3 separate regions of the Sus scrofa genome follow, and all the other regions are linked to region 3. The links are chromatin contacts, called in public HiChIP or PLAC-seq maps. All regions are on one chromosome and are shown on one strand. Each heading gives the region's core, a stretch centred on a gene start, on an enhancer-like site or on the middle of the called end of the contact. The rest is flanking DNA. Distances are from core to core; before and after follow the strand shown. Region 1 overlaps ASB1 (ankyrin repeat and SOCS box protein 1). Region 2 holds the start of ILKAP (integrin-linked kinase-associated serine/threonine phosphatase 2C). Region 3 overlaps TRAF3IP1 (TRAF3-interacting protein 1).

Region 1 (3,954 bases), core at 842-3,341, 71 kb after region 3:
TGACTTGTTTTTACGGAGGGAGGATGCGGTGTGAAGCTCTGGGCTGGACCTCGGAATGAATGAGCTAAATAATGACACGTGTTCATCTCCCGGTGACTCCCTGTGTGTCTCTGTGTTTTGCCGTCTCGGATGGTGTCTTCGTTCCTCACACCGTCCCCCCATCCGGAGAAATGGCCCCACTTTCTCTGTCCCCCACACCCAGCTGCACGTGTGTGCCGGTTTCCTGCACTCTCTGTGGTCTCTGCTTATGACCGTGGCACCCGCTGGAGTCTGAGATGGAGGCGTGAACTCTCTGAGCAAAGGTCTTCGTTTTCCAGACTCTTAAAACTGAACGCGGTCGCTTTCCACAGCGCCTTCCTGAGATCTGTCGAAATTACAGGCAATTTTAATTCTTTAAAAAAGCATTATCCCACTAGGATGACTATAAACAGCAACATTTTGGAAGCTCTCAAGAAAACAGATGAACAGTAACTGACTTAGAAATACCCGCGAAAACGGCCCTGTGAGAAAGAACTGAGAACATGTGCAAATCTGGTTTTATTGCAGAGCTGCCAGAGGCTCTGGGATTGGCAGGTCCAGGTACCTCTAGCAGTGTGTGTGGAAGAGTGAAAGCAGGAGGACTGGCTGGCAGCCAGCTTCAGAAGCAGTTGCAGCTCTCCACCGCACACAGTCGGGCAGTTGTCCCAGCCCCAGCCCAGCCCAGCCCAGGCGGAGGCGAAGGGAGTTGTGGCATCAGCCCTCCCCACGTAAAACCGTTGGCTCCCTTGGCTCTGGAAACAGGCTCTACCCTCCAGGCAGGAAATAAAGGAGAAAAGGCGTCTTGAGGAGTCTCACCAGCCTAAAAGGAAATAGCTTGAGATACGAACCGACACTGAATATGGCCAGTCCCCCCCAGCTAGTAGTGGATTCCAATACATAATTCAAGAGAATTCTGAGTGAAGGCTGGGTTTCCAAATTGTAAGGACCAGCCTCGTACTAACACAGTGGAAGGAGAAATAGCTTTGCCTTGGCACATCACCATGGAATTTCAGAACACTGGGGAGAAAGAGGACTCTGTAACTTCCTGAGAGTATGAACAAGACACCATACAAAGGATCAGGCTTCAGAACAGCTTTGAGGATCAGGAATCCTCAAATGCCACACTGGGCAATAGAGGGATTCGACCCTCTCAGAATTCTGAGGGAAATACATACAAAAGTCAAGCTGAAGACTTGCAGTTTCTTTAAAAACTTACACTCCACACATCCTTTCTTAGAAAACTATTAGAGGATGTATTATTCCAGAATGAGGGAGTAAACCAAGAAAGGAGAAAGCCTGGTATTCAGGAAATGTGGGTCCAACAAGAGAGGCAAGGTGACTCCGCAGCAGCGTGGTGAAAACTCTCAGGATGGCAGCCGAGCCTCAGGCACAGTAGATGCCCAGTCGGGATCAGATGTGCGGAGGCTGAGGCTCCGGAGAAGGTGTCTCAGTTACAGAACACCTGTGGTCTCTGCATATGTGGATAGGAGTTGGGCTTGACTTACTGACGAGTACCTAGGAAAGCAGGGGACAGAACTCCAAGGAACACGAGAGGCTGGGCGAGGCAGGAAGACGTTATCCCAGTAACACTGGAGGCCTCAGTCCTAATAACAGCAACCTACTACCTACCGCGCTGTTACGGGGGCATGGAAGGTGGAGTGTGTGGGGTAAAAGCTAGATACTACAGAGCAGAATTCATTACAACCAACGGAGGCAGCAACAAAGACAAAATGTGCGTCTTTCCAAAGAACTGAAACGATACACCTCCAGAGAGGTGTCAGGACAAAAAGCGTACAAATCCAGTATTTAAAAGGGAAATTTTACCGACCATGTAAAAAGATGAGAGGACATATTATAACAACTTTTTGATAGTAATGTGAGAATTCAGAAGAAACGGTCACCTTCCTAGAAAAACAACACCCAATTTAAGAAGGTGCTCTCACAGCCACCAGGGCAGCCACTGCCCTTCAGCAAGTGGCATTTAGTACTTGTCCCGGAAATCTTGGCGCGTCTCCTTTAAGAGGCAGTGAAGCCCCGCCCCGCGTGGGAACGCCATCTCTTAGCGCCCATTCTGACCTACGTCACACCCGTGTCGGGCCAATCCAGGAGGGGGTGTTCCTGTGCGTCCGGCGGCGTGGGGCGGGACTTCCGGAGCCGTCCTCCCGGGGTCGCTTCCGCCCTGGGGTCTGTGCAGCTCGGATCCAGCAGGGAGGTGCGTGGGGGCCGTGCCGGGGGATTCCCGGCTGGCGCCCCTCCTCTGGCAGGGCCGGGTGGTCTCAGGATGTGGCCCGGGAGGCCGAGCGGCGCCTTGATTGGGTTCGGGGCCTGCTGGTGGCGATCCGACGCGGGGAACGTTTCACTTGTGGCCCCGGGTGGTTGGTGTGAAGCAGAGGGGGCACCTTCTGAGCGCTGTGTTTTTGTAAGAGGGTGTCGGGTCGGGGCTCCCCACGCACGTCTGTCCACTCAGACCCGTACCGTGCGGCGTGTGGCCCAGGCTGAGGACCGGGGCGCCGCAGCCGGCAGAAGCTGCCGTCAGGAGGAAGCTTCCGTTTTCCCGGCGCCAAAGCAGCACCGCGGAGAAACCCTGCAAAAGCGGGCAGGGTAGGGCCTCGTGGAGCGCTGTGGAGCCACGTGTCAGAGAACGCCCTAGTGTGCGGGGGGGACAGGTTCCCCGGCGCTGGAAGACGGCGCCAGGCCAACCACAGGAGGGGGCGGCCAGGTAGGGGCGCGGGGGCGGGGAGCCCTTAGACCCTGGGCAGTGCATCCAGTGTGAGGGAGCCCAGGCAGCCCCAGCCGGGGGGGGGGTCTGAATGCACTTAACCCCCCCTCAGAATCCACACTGGCGAAGGGCCTTTTGAGTGCAGCCGCTGGGGGAAGGATGCATTCAGCGAAGAAAACACACTTGTTTGGTGCAGGACAGAAAGGCCCAGTTAGTGCAGTAAGTGTCAGAGAGCCGGTAGCCACACTGCTCGGCTCCCTCAGCCTCAGAAAGTTTATACTAGAGAAAGTCCCTTTGAATCCATGGAATGAGAGCCCTTTGCCAAAGGTCTGATTTAGCTCTGGGAAGTTCACAGCCTACAAAGGTGTTCAGAGTGCAGCAAACGTGGGAAGACCTCCTGCCAAAACTTCAAACTTGGGTTGCCTCAAAGTCTGTTAAGTCCGACCAGGGTGAGAAGGCATTAAGCTGCAGGTCCAGCCTCATTCACCCCTGACAGATTCACACACAGGAAGACCTCATGAATGCAGAGAAGGGGAAAAGCCTCTCCCCAAAGAGCTTCGTTCAGCCCTGGGATGTTCACCCCAGGGAAAGGCCTCTGAGAGCAGCTGTCGCGAGAAAACCTTCAGTCAAGAGCCTCACCTCGTAAAGCCTCGGGAGGTTCACCCCGGAGAGAGGACTTAAGTGTGCAGGAAATGTGCTCGCTCCTTGTTTGGTGTAACAGGACGCGTGCCTGAGACCGGCTGGCAGTATCCTCCGTGAGGATGCCGTGAGAAGAGAGGTTGAACTTCATGTGGTCAGATGCCCACAGGGGCCATTCCTAATGAGCTCTGGGTGTCGGGGGCGCCTTGAGGAGTTAGGTTGCACTTTCTCAGCTGCCCAGGACTCTTGCCATAGTTATCTCACTGTCAGTGCCTCTGCAGAAGCCATCTCACCATTGCCAGCTGGGAGGGACTTGAAACTGCTTGTTCCAGTCCCTGGAGGGGCCCTGTGAGCAGCCCCTTGTGAACAGAATTGGAGTCTGCCCGCATTGAGGGCCAAAGGAATTGACAGGGAAGAATACTGGACTTTCGGCCTATTTTATTGCTGCCCAGGACCTCCTGGGAGTGACTGAAGTGTCAGAGGCTTAATCCTGTGGCCTGGAAATCAGGATTGTTTGGGGTGTGGAGGTCACCCTGGGGGGGGGGGCGAGAGCCCCCAGTGCATCTCAGAACCCTGTC
Region 2 (3,758 bases), core at 1,036-3,535, 120 kb before region 3:
TGAGTTGCAGCTGTGGCCACACCAGATCCTTTAAGCCAGTGCCCCGGGCCAGGGACAGAACCTGCACCTCGGCAGCAACTGGAGAGGCCGCAGTTGGATTCTTAACCCACTCCACCGCGATGGGAATTCCAAAACCCATCCTATTTTCCTTTCATTCACTCTATGTTCAATTTAATCAACCAATACGGCCGATTTTTTGGAAACAAAGTATGACATTTAAAGTTTCAAAAATCAAAATATTTTCACATGATTGTGAAATCAGATTCTGTTCTTGTTCAAATGATTTTTTTTTAAACCTGTTAGGTTTCATCTTGTTGGTATTAACTAAATGCCTGTTAAGATTATTTGGGGTTCCAATTTTGTCACTCACTTTAGTGCTTATCCCTCTCAGCTTTCTGTCATCTACAAATCAGAAAGCTTGCCTTCTTCGTTCTTAAAGCTATTTAAAAAAACCACACCCAGTCAAGCAGGACCTGTGACAGTGTCAGTGCTGTTGACACTTCAGGGAAGGGGGCTTTCAACATCGCACGGAGCCCTGCTACCTGCCATCTCCGCAGGGTTGGGTGTGTCCTCCAAGCACCAACTTAGGAGAGTTGTCGAGTTTTGTGTCATTTTAGGGAATGCCCCCCTCAACAGACCCGAATTAATTTCAGGTAAAAAGAGATGTGATAGGCTTCCGGGCACATCTACAAATCCAAAGTCTGCCCCAAACATACTCAGACAAAAGTTATACTCCACCCACAGAGAGAGAAAGAGTGCACACACAAGCCAGAGTTTTCACAACCAGAACGATCTAGAAAACAAATGTAAAAAGGGAACGTTCGGAGAAAAGTAAGGGTGCCATTACTGCGCATAAGGACCCGATAAAGACGGGCCTGGCCACCCACATGCGACCAGCCCCCGCCCAGGCCCGGTGGACAGCAGGACAACTCCTCCCAAGGGGACCACAGTTAGGGCCCCGGGTGGCACTGCTCCTCCCGCCCTGGTAGGACCCGTCACAAGTCCGCCCCGTCGTCAGAGGCCAATTCCAGCTCCGCCTCCTTCTCCACCGGCCACGAACTACGAACACGGCTTCTCGGGACAGCAGCAGTTCCCACAGTCATCATCACCTCCAGCCCTCTCCGATTTTAGTCGCTTGCACTCAGAATCCGGCTCTTTGAAAGCAAAGGCTGGGTCTCGGTGCCCTCCGTGTTCCCCGCAGCAGTAGTTCCCAAACCGCGGGTCTCCGGACCCCTGCTGGGCTGTCAAAAGTCCCCTGCAGGTTTCACGACCCCGAGGCAGGGCGCTCCCGCCGGGCTTTCAGACGCAGCGGGGCTGAGGCCAGCCTGGAGTATCTGAACTTGCTTTTGCTTTTCCACGTTCTCCGCCACCGAGTTTGGCTTGGAAAGAAAGCCCTAAGTCACAGCGTCCGGCTGAAGACCTTGCACGTGAAAACCGTAGCGGGTCCTCTGCCAACTGCGACCCGGCGCGGCTGACCTACAGCACCAACCAGACGGTCCCCACGCTGCTAAAACGTGGAGCTCAAACCCCAGCTCCGGGAGCTGAGCGGCCCCGGGATGACGCTCTGCACTTCGGGGAGCGGGGCACTTCCCGGGACCCCGAAAAGCACACCCAAGTGCTGTGAATCAGACGCTAAAAGCAGAGGGGCAGAGAAGAAATCCTCTCGGGCCTCCAAGCCGCGGGCGCCCAAGTGGGTGATCCCTGCAACCTCGGGCGCGACAACAAAACACAAAGCAGGAGGCGCCGCGCGGGGAGCGCCCCGAATAACGTCGTCGCCCCTGCGAGCGCTTCGAGCGCAGGCCGGGCCGCGCGGGGGCGGCTCCGGGCGGGGAGCGGGCCCGGCGTGCGGGCCGGCGGGGACCGCGGGCCCTGGGCGGCCGCACGTGGAGGCCGCACACAAAGGACGCGGCGGCCTTTCCTCCTGCGCAGCGAACATGGCGGAGGCGCCCGAGCCCCGGAGCCGGTGCCCCCGCGCTCGCCCTCGCGCTCCCCCGCCGCCCGCCTCAGGCGCCGCGGGCCTGCAGGCCGCCGCCACCCGCCCTCCGGCCTCCTTCCCCTCGCTGGCCGGCGGCCACCCGCTTACCGGCAGCAGGGCGCGGCGAGCGCTCGGGCTCCGGCAGGTCCCCGAACAGGTCCATGGCGGAGGCTGGGCAGCAGCGGCGGCGGCGGCAGACGCGCAGCCCGCGAGCGGCGGCGGGCTCCACACCCTGCAGCGGCGTCGGCGGCGGCGGCGGCGGCAGCAGCAGCGGCAGTGGCAGCGGCGGGGCGGTGGTGGCCCCGAGCCGTCAATCACCCGAAGGCGGGCCCGGAACGCCACCAATCGGCGCGCGGCGTGGCCAGGCCGCCCCAGAGGCCTGCGCGCGCGCGGGGCGGGACGGGGCGGGGCGGCGAGGGGGCGGGGCTGGCGGCGCGCACGCGCACGTCTACCCTGTTCTCGGGGCGGGAGCTGGTACCTGGGCAGGCGGGGCTGACGCGCCGCGGAAGGCGCCATGTTTCTCGGGGGCCTCGGGCTCGGGCTCCTCCTCCTCCTCCTGGGCACCGGCCTCCGAGGTTGAGAAGGCCTTCAGGAGAGAAATGCCTGAGCTCAAGGGCAGCTGCAGTGAGCCCTGACGGCCAGGAAGACGTTATGGGGTTTTCACATGGGTCCGTTCCGTCATGCTCACACCAGCCCATTCCAGGCCTGATGGAGCGGCCCGGTGAGTTAGGACAGCGGCTCCTTAAGATGCAGGGTGGAGAGGAGGCATCCCTCGGCTTGTCTGCATCCATCCGGGCACGGGGGGGAGGGGAAGGAGGACATCAGGGCGCTGGCCCGGCACACGCAGCTGGGCCTCGGTGCTCTATTGAACAAGCACAGTTTCATAAAACATCCACCTCGGGCTCTGAGGACAGGTCAAGGCAAAAAAGGAGGCCCTTCCACTCATGTCCGAACCCGGTCAAAAGATGAACATAGTCGAAGCCACAAAAATGACCAGACACCCGGGAGTTCCCGTCCTGGCTCAGTGATAAAGAACCCGACTAGTATCCATGAGGATGCGGGTCCGATCCCTGGCCTCGCCCAGTGGGTTAAAAACCCAGTGTTGCTGTGAGCTGTGGTGTAGGTTGCAAATGCAGCTCAGATCCCACGTTGCTGCGGTTGTGTTGTAGGCTTGCAGCTGCAGCTCCAATTCAACCAATAGCCTAGGAACCTCCATATGAGGCAACTGCAGCCCTAAAAAAACAAACAAAAAACCTGTCTTGCCGATTAAGAGTGACTGCTGCTTCTTTACCAGTTACAAGTGCAGCCTTTGTCTAGTGGTCCTGCCTTTCAGACCTGACAGTAAGACATCCGGTGGAGGCATCGCCCCCCAGTTCTGACATCCAATCCAGAGCAAAGCTCCACTTCCCTAAGTGTTTCCCAAATCAGTGAACGTGAACGCAGACCTTCTAGTCCTTTGTGCATTGCTTTACTGAGATTTCCAGCAACGGTTTTCCTCGCTGGGATGAATAAGAAACCCAACTTGGTCAACTACAGCTGTGCCTCTGGCCATCTCTGGCTTAGGACATTGTTGGACCCAGCAAGCCCACAGGTCTCATCTCATTGACCGTTCGCCTCCTCTTTGTGAAATCCTCTCTGCTCTCCCCTCACCCGTAACAGCCGAACTGCAGAGGTGCTCTGAAGTGAATAGTCTCCATTTGCTCACCTCTCAGTCCACCCCAGCCTTGCTCCACCTCGTCGCTTCTCCAGAACAGCTCTAGCAAGGCTCACCAGAACCGCTCTT
Region 3 (3,712 bases), core at 84-2,583:
CCCGCGTTGCTGTGGCTGTGGTGGAGGCCCGTGGCCATAGCTCTGATTCGACCCCTAGCCTGGGAACCTCCACGTGCCGCGGGTGCAGCCCTAAAAAGACAAAAGACAAAGAAAGAAGAGTGGGTTGTAGTATTATTAGTGAATGTGTGGTCTGCTTTATATACTCTTTCTATCCGCGTGATCTTGGGGTTTAGCAGAAGCTTACTTGAGACTACAACTAGCAATGTTAAAACAACCGCCATAGGCCTCTCATAAAAGAAAGAACTTTGAGAAGATAAAATTGTGCAGGGCAGCCTTCTTCTTAAGCTACAGACGGAAATAATGCCTTTGTAATTTACTGACTATGCTGGTGAGTTTTGCACAGTATAGAAAATATTTGACACTTTCAAATAATATACAACACCTAAAAGTTATTGGGATGTTTTCTTTTAAAATTGATAATCTATAGCTGCCAAACTTACATTTAGATTTGCTTTATTTTATTTTGCTTTTTAGGGCCACACCCATGGCATATGGAGGTTCCCAGGCTAGGGGTCTAATCGGAGCTCTAGCCGCCGGCCTACACCACAGCCATAGCCACTCAGGATCCTGGCCGTGCCTGCGACCTACCACAGCTCCCAGCAACACCAACCAGATCCTTAACCCACTGAATGAGGCCAGGGATCGAACCCACAACCTCATGGCTCCTCGTCTGATTCGTTTCCCCTGCACCACGACGGGAACGCCAAGATTTGTTTGTTTCAGAACTGAACGGTGTTTCCTGTTGGTTTTTTGGCTGCGTTCTATGGGATATCATAAATAATTAATTCCTTGAAACAGACTATTTAAGTCAGCATTTTAATAGATCGAAAAAAATTTTTTTAGAAAATTATGTTGTCCATTTTATGTAGTTCCATTACAGAAAGTAAAGCAGTTCTTTGATCATTAATGGCAGTTTAATTCTAACACAAGCCATTTCTTTGAGTGCTTTTAAGAAATTATAAGATAGGGTTTCAGGAAAGGAAACTTTCTCCCAGTTTTATTTTTGTCTCCTGATGGAGATTTTAAGGGAGTTGGGGGATGGGGGGGGCTTTAGTGACAAGTCAGGTTTCTACCCTGGGTGCTGCCACGATTCAAAATCTGTTCTTCCAGCATCCACTCCTTTTGTTTTTAATAGAAAAATATTTTATTACTTAGGCATTTGATATATTCTGTTTTTATAAATATTTGCACGTCACTCAGTAATCAGGAGGCGGGTATTTGGGAGTTCTCCGCATGGCTGAGGCTGAGCACCAGGCTGGGCATCGTTTTCCTGTTCGTCCTGCTTTCCGGAAGTTGCAGCCTCTTTGCAGCTTATGACTCCCAGGCCTGGCCGATAGTCGTGCTGGGTGGTTCTGGACGTAGCGGGGTTCTGGCTGTGGGGCCACAGGCCTCCGCCTGGCCGGGCTGATGGGCTCGGGGTCTGTGCCCCGGCCATGCCTGGGAGGGACCCCCTGCCTTCTTTGCAGTGCCGCCCGGGGTCCTCGTTGGTACACTTGGGGCCGGGAGTGGAGCTCGGTGAGGTTAACGGAGCCCGCTGGCCAGCCTGCCGTGCCCCCTCTTGAGGCTCCATTTTAACTGTCTTACGTCAGGAACAGAAGAAGCCAAAACTAACTCAGCTCGTGTTTCAGATGCTGATTCAGCTGGTCTGTGGCGAGACAGCGCTGAGCCCGAGCCCGCAGTGAAGCAGAAAGGTAAGAAGGAGGCCCTTCCCGCCTGGGCAACACGCTGGCTCTGTGGGCGCCTCTCTTCCCAGAGGCCGCGGCCGCAGCCCCCCGGCCCTCCGACCCACACGGGGCCGCACCCTCGTTCTCGGCGCCGTCGGGACCGAAGGTGCCCTTCTACGTAGAGAGGGTGGAACGTTCTGGTCATCGCCTGATGGCAGCACACCTCCCGCGTCCCCACTGTTCCTTCTGAGACTCAGTGCAGAGCCAGGGGGCCCCTGCTGGGTCCCGGAGGCCGAGCTGGCAGCCCCAGGCCTCGTGTCCGGAGAGGCCGTTCGCGCAGCTCAGAGCACCGTCGGGACCCTGGCTTTTCCGTGACCTGTGTGCTTGGAGAGTCTGAAGTCGAACCTCAGGGAGAGTCTGCTTTCGGCATAGTTTTCCTCAGCGTTCAAAAAAGGAGTCCTGCTCAAATACTTGCTCAGCATTTGTTCTTTAAGGCCCTGGAGCTCCTACCAGGCTTTTTTTTAAAAAAGTTATTTAGAAACAGTTTTTACGTCTGTGAAGTTTTCATATTAAAGCGCAGTTGATTTGCAGTGCCGTGCCACTTCTACCAGGCTTTTTAAGGCCCAGCCGCACCCCAGCACCAGCATCCCAGCACGGGGCAGGGCCAGGGGCGCCTGGTGGTGGTCGGCTTGTTCCAACCAAATATGTCTGTTGAAGGCTACTGTGTGGTGGGCGCTGAGGCTCCGGGCAGGGAGGGTGTTTGTGGGCAGAGGCCAGGCTGGAGCAGGGCTGTGGGAGCCTGTGCCCTGGGGACCAGGGGAGCCTTGCGGGGCGGTGGTGAGAGTTGGGGCCGGTGACCATGTTGGGGACAGTAGCAGCAGGAAGCTCATGACACTTGTAGGGCGAGTGGCTTAATTGCGGTCGGGTGAGTTCGTCTGGGAGGCTGGGCGGTGCTCCAGGGAGAGGAGGGCCTAGGCTGTGGTCCGGGAGCAGCAGCAGATTTCAGAAGCTCAGGGACAGCCGAGGCCGAGCTCAGAGGATGGCTTGTTGCCGTTTGCTGGTGGTGGGAGCTGGGCTGTGGGTGCCCTCGCCTGGGGTGGGGCGCGGTGGGGGGAGGCTGCCATGTCGGGGCCTCAGCCCTGGCTTTTGGGGATGCGGCTGAGCTGGTGGGGGTGCTGAGGGGGAGCCAGAGGGCCTGAGCATCCACACTGGGGGGCGCTGCGGGGTCGGGCCCCCTTGGCGCAGGATGGAGGCTGCTGTGCGCCTTCCCTCTGGACATCAGCTCGTAACTCAGCTGCCCCCGGCCACCCAGGAACCTTTCCGGGCTCCATGTGAACCTACAGTCTGTCCCCAGGGCTGAGGGCATGGGCTTTGCAGGAAGTCCGAGGCCCAAGTCGCACAGCGGCTGTCGCACAGGTCCCTTCCCGGCTCCTTTGCAAGCAGCCCATGGCCCGTCTTCCAGGCCTGTCCTCTGCGGTGTCCCTCTGTGGGCGGGGCCTCTGGGAGGCGCTGTGCTCCCGCAGGTGGGTCCTGTTGCCCTGAGCAGGGCTCCTCACCTCAAGAGCCCCTCTTTGGGGCAGTGCTTCTGTGGCTCTGACTGTGGTGTCCACAGGCCACAGAGAGCTCTCCAGGGCCTCCTGCCAACACACAGCTCCAGCCTCTGTGCCTGTGTGCTCCGAGGCCCATCCCTGGGGACCTGTGGGGTGTCCCTGCCTGCAGGTGGCCGTGGGGGATGGGCACCCCCGAGTGTCCTTGGCCTCACCTGCATCCGTGGCGGTTTGGCTCTCCTGCAAACTCATTCGTGCGCTTTGAGAGTGACACAGCGACAGTTCTGGTCCGCCCCACCCCGCAGCGCTTCCGCTCACTAACTGTGGGCGCAGGGGTCCTGTCTGTCCCCACCACGCAGCACTTGAAGGGCAAGGGCCCTGGTGAAGAGGCCAAGGCCCGCCCGCCCGCCTCAGGCTTGGGAGACGTTCTTGTTGTTGGAGCCCAGGGAGAAGCACCTGCTGCCGAGCAAGGAGGGCGGC

What was found. HiChIP or PLAC-seq counts read pairs in DNA pulled down with a chosen protein or histone mark.
Region 1: an H3K27ac HiChIP or PLAC-seq map of skeletal muscle shows a contact between it and region 3. The contact joins two enhancer-like sites. A contact is called at or near these places in 1 of 5 promoter capture datasets (fetal liver), 18 of 47 Hi-C or Micro-C datasets (alveolar macrophages, blood, fetal heart ventricle and 9 more) and 2 of 2 datasets of contacts at active chromatin or transcription factors (alveolar macrophages and skeletal muscle).
Region 2: a contact with region 3 is called in an H3K27ac HiChIP or PLAC-seq map of skeletal muscle. The contact joins the promoter of ILKAP here to the enhancer-like site in region 3. A contact is called at or near these places in 1 of 5 promoter capture datasets (fetal liver), 5 of 47 Hi-C or Micro-C datasets (embryonic fibroblasts, epiblast stem cells, mesenchymal stem cells and 1 more) and 2 of 2 datasets of contacts at active chromatin or transcription factors (alveolar macrophages and skeletal muscle).

What each region holds. Positions count from the first base shown.
Region 1 is chr15:137,951,955-137,955,908 of Sscrofa11.1, forward strand. It overlaps ASB1 (ankyrin repeat and SOCS box protein 1), which reads left to right. Exons shown (of 7, transcript XR_002339448.1): 7 at 1-96. Among named protein-coding and RNA genes, the nearest start is that of ASB1, 23 kb to the left of the region's middle. Within about 2 kb of position 2,092, at least 51 of the 83 cell types and tissues checked have an H3K27ac peak or open chromatin away from gene starts, as enhancers often do. A contact at or near this core is called in skeletal muscle, where this site is marked.
Region 2 is chr15:137,763,473-137,767,230 of Sscrofa11.1, forward strand. It overlaps ILKAP (integrin-linked kinase-associated serine/threonine phosphatase 2C), which reads right to left and starts at 2,286. Exons shown (of 12, transcript XM_003133772.6): 1 at 2,084-2,286. The coding sequence starts at 2,138.
Region 3 is chr15:137,881,853-137,885,564 of Sscrofa11.1, forward strand. It overlaps TRAF3IP1 (TRAF3-interacting protein 1), which reads left to right. Exons shown (of 16, transcript XM_021074958.1): 8 at 1,650-1,712. Among named protein-coding and RNA genes, the nearest start is that of TRAF3IP1, 20 kb to the left of the region's middle. Within about 2 kb of position 1,334, at least 3 of the 83 cell types and tissues checked have an H3K27ac peak or open chromatin away from gene starts, as enhancers often do. A contact at or near this core is called in skeletal muscle, where this site is marked.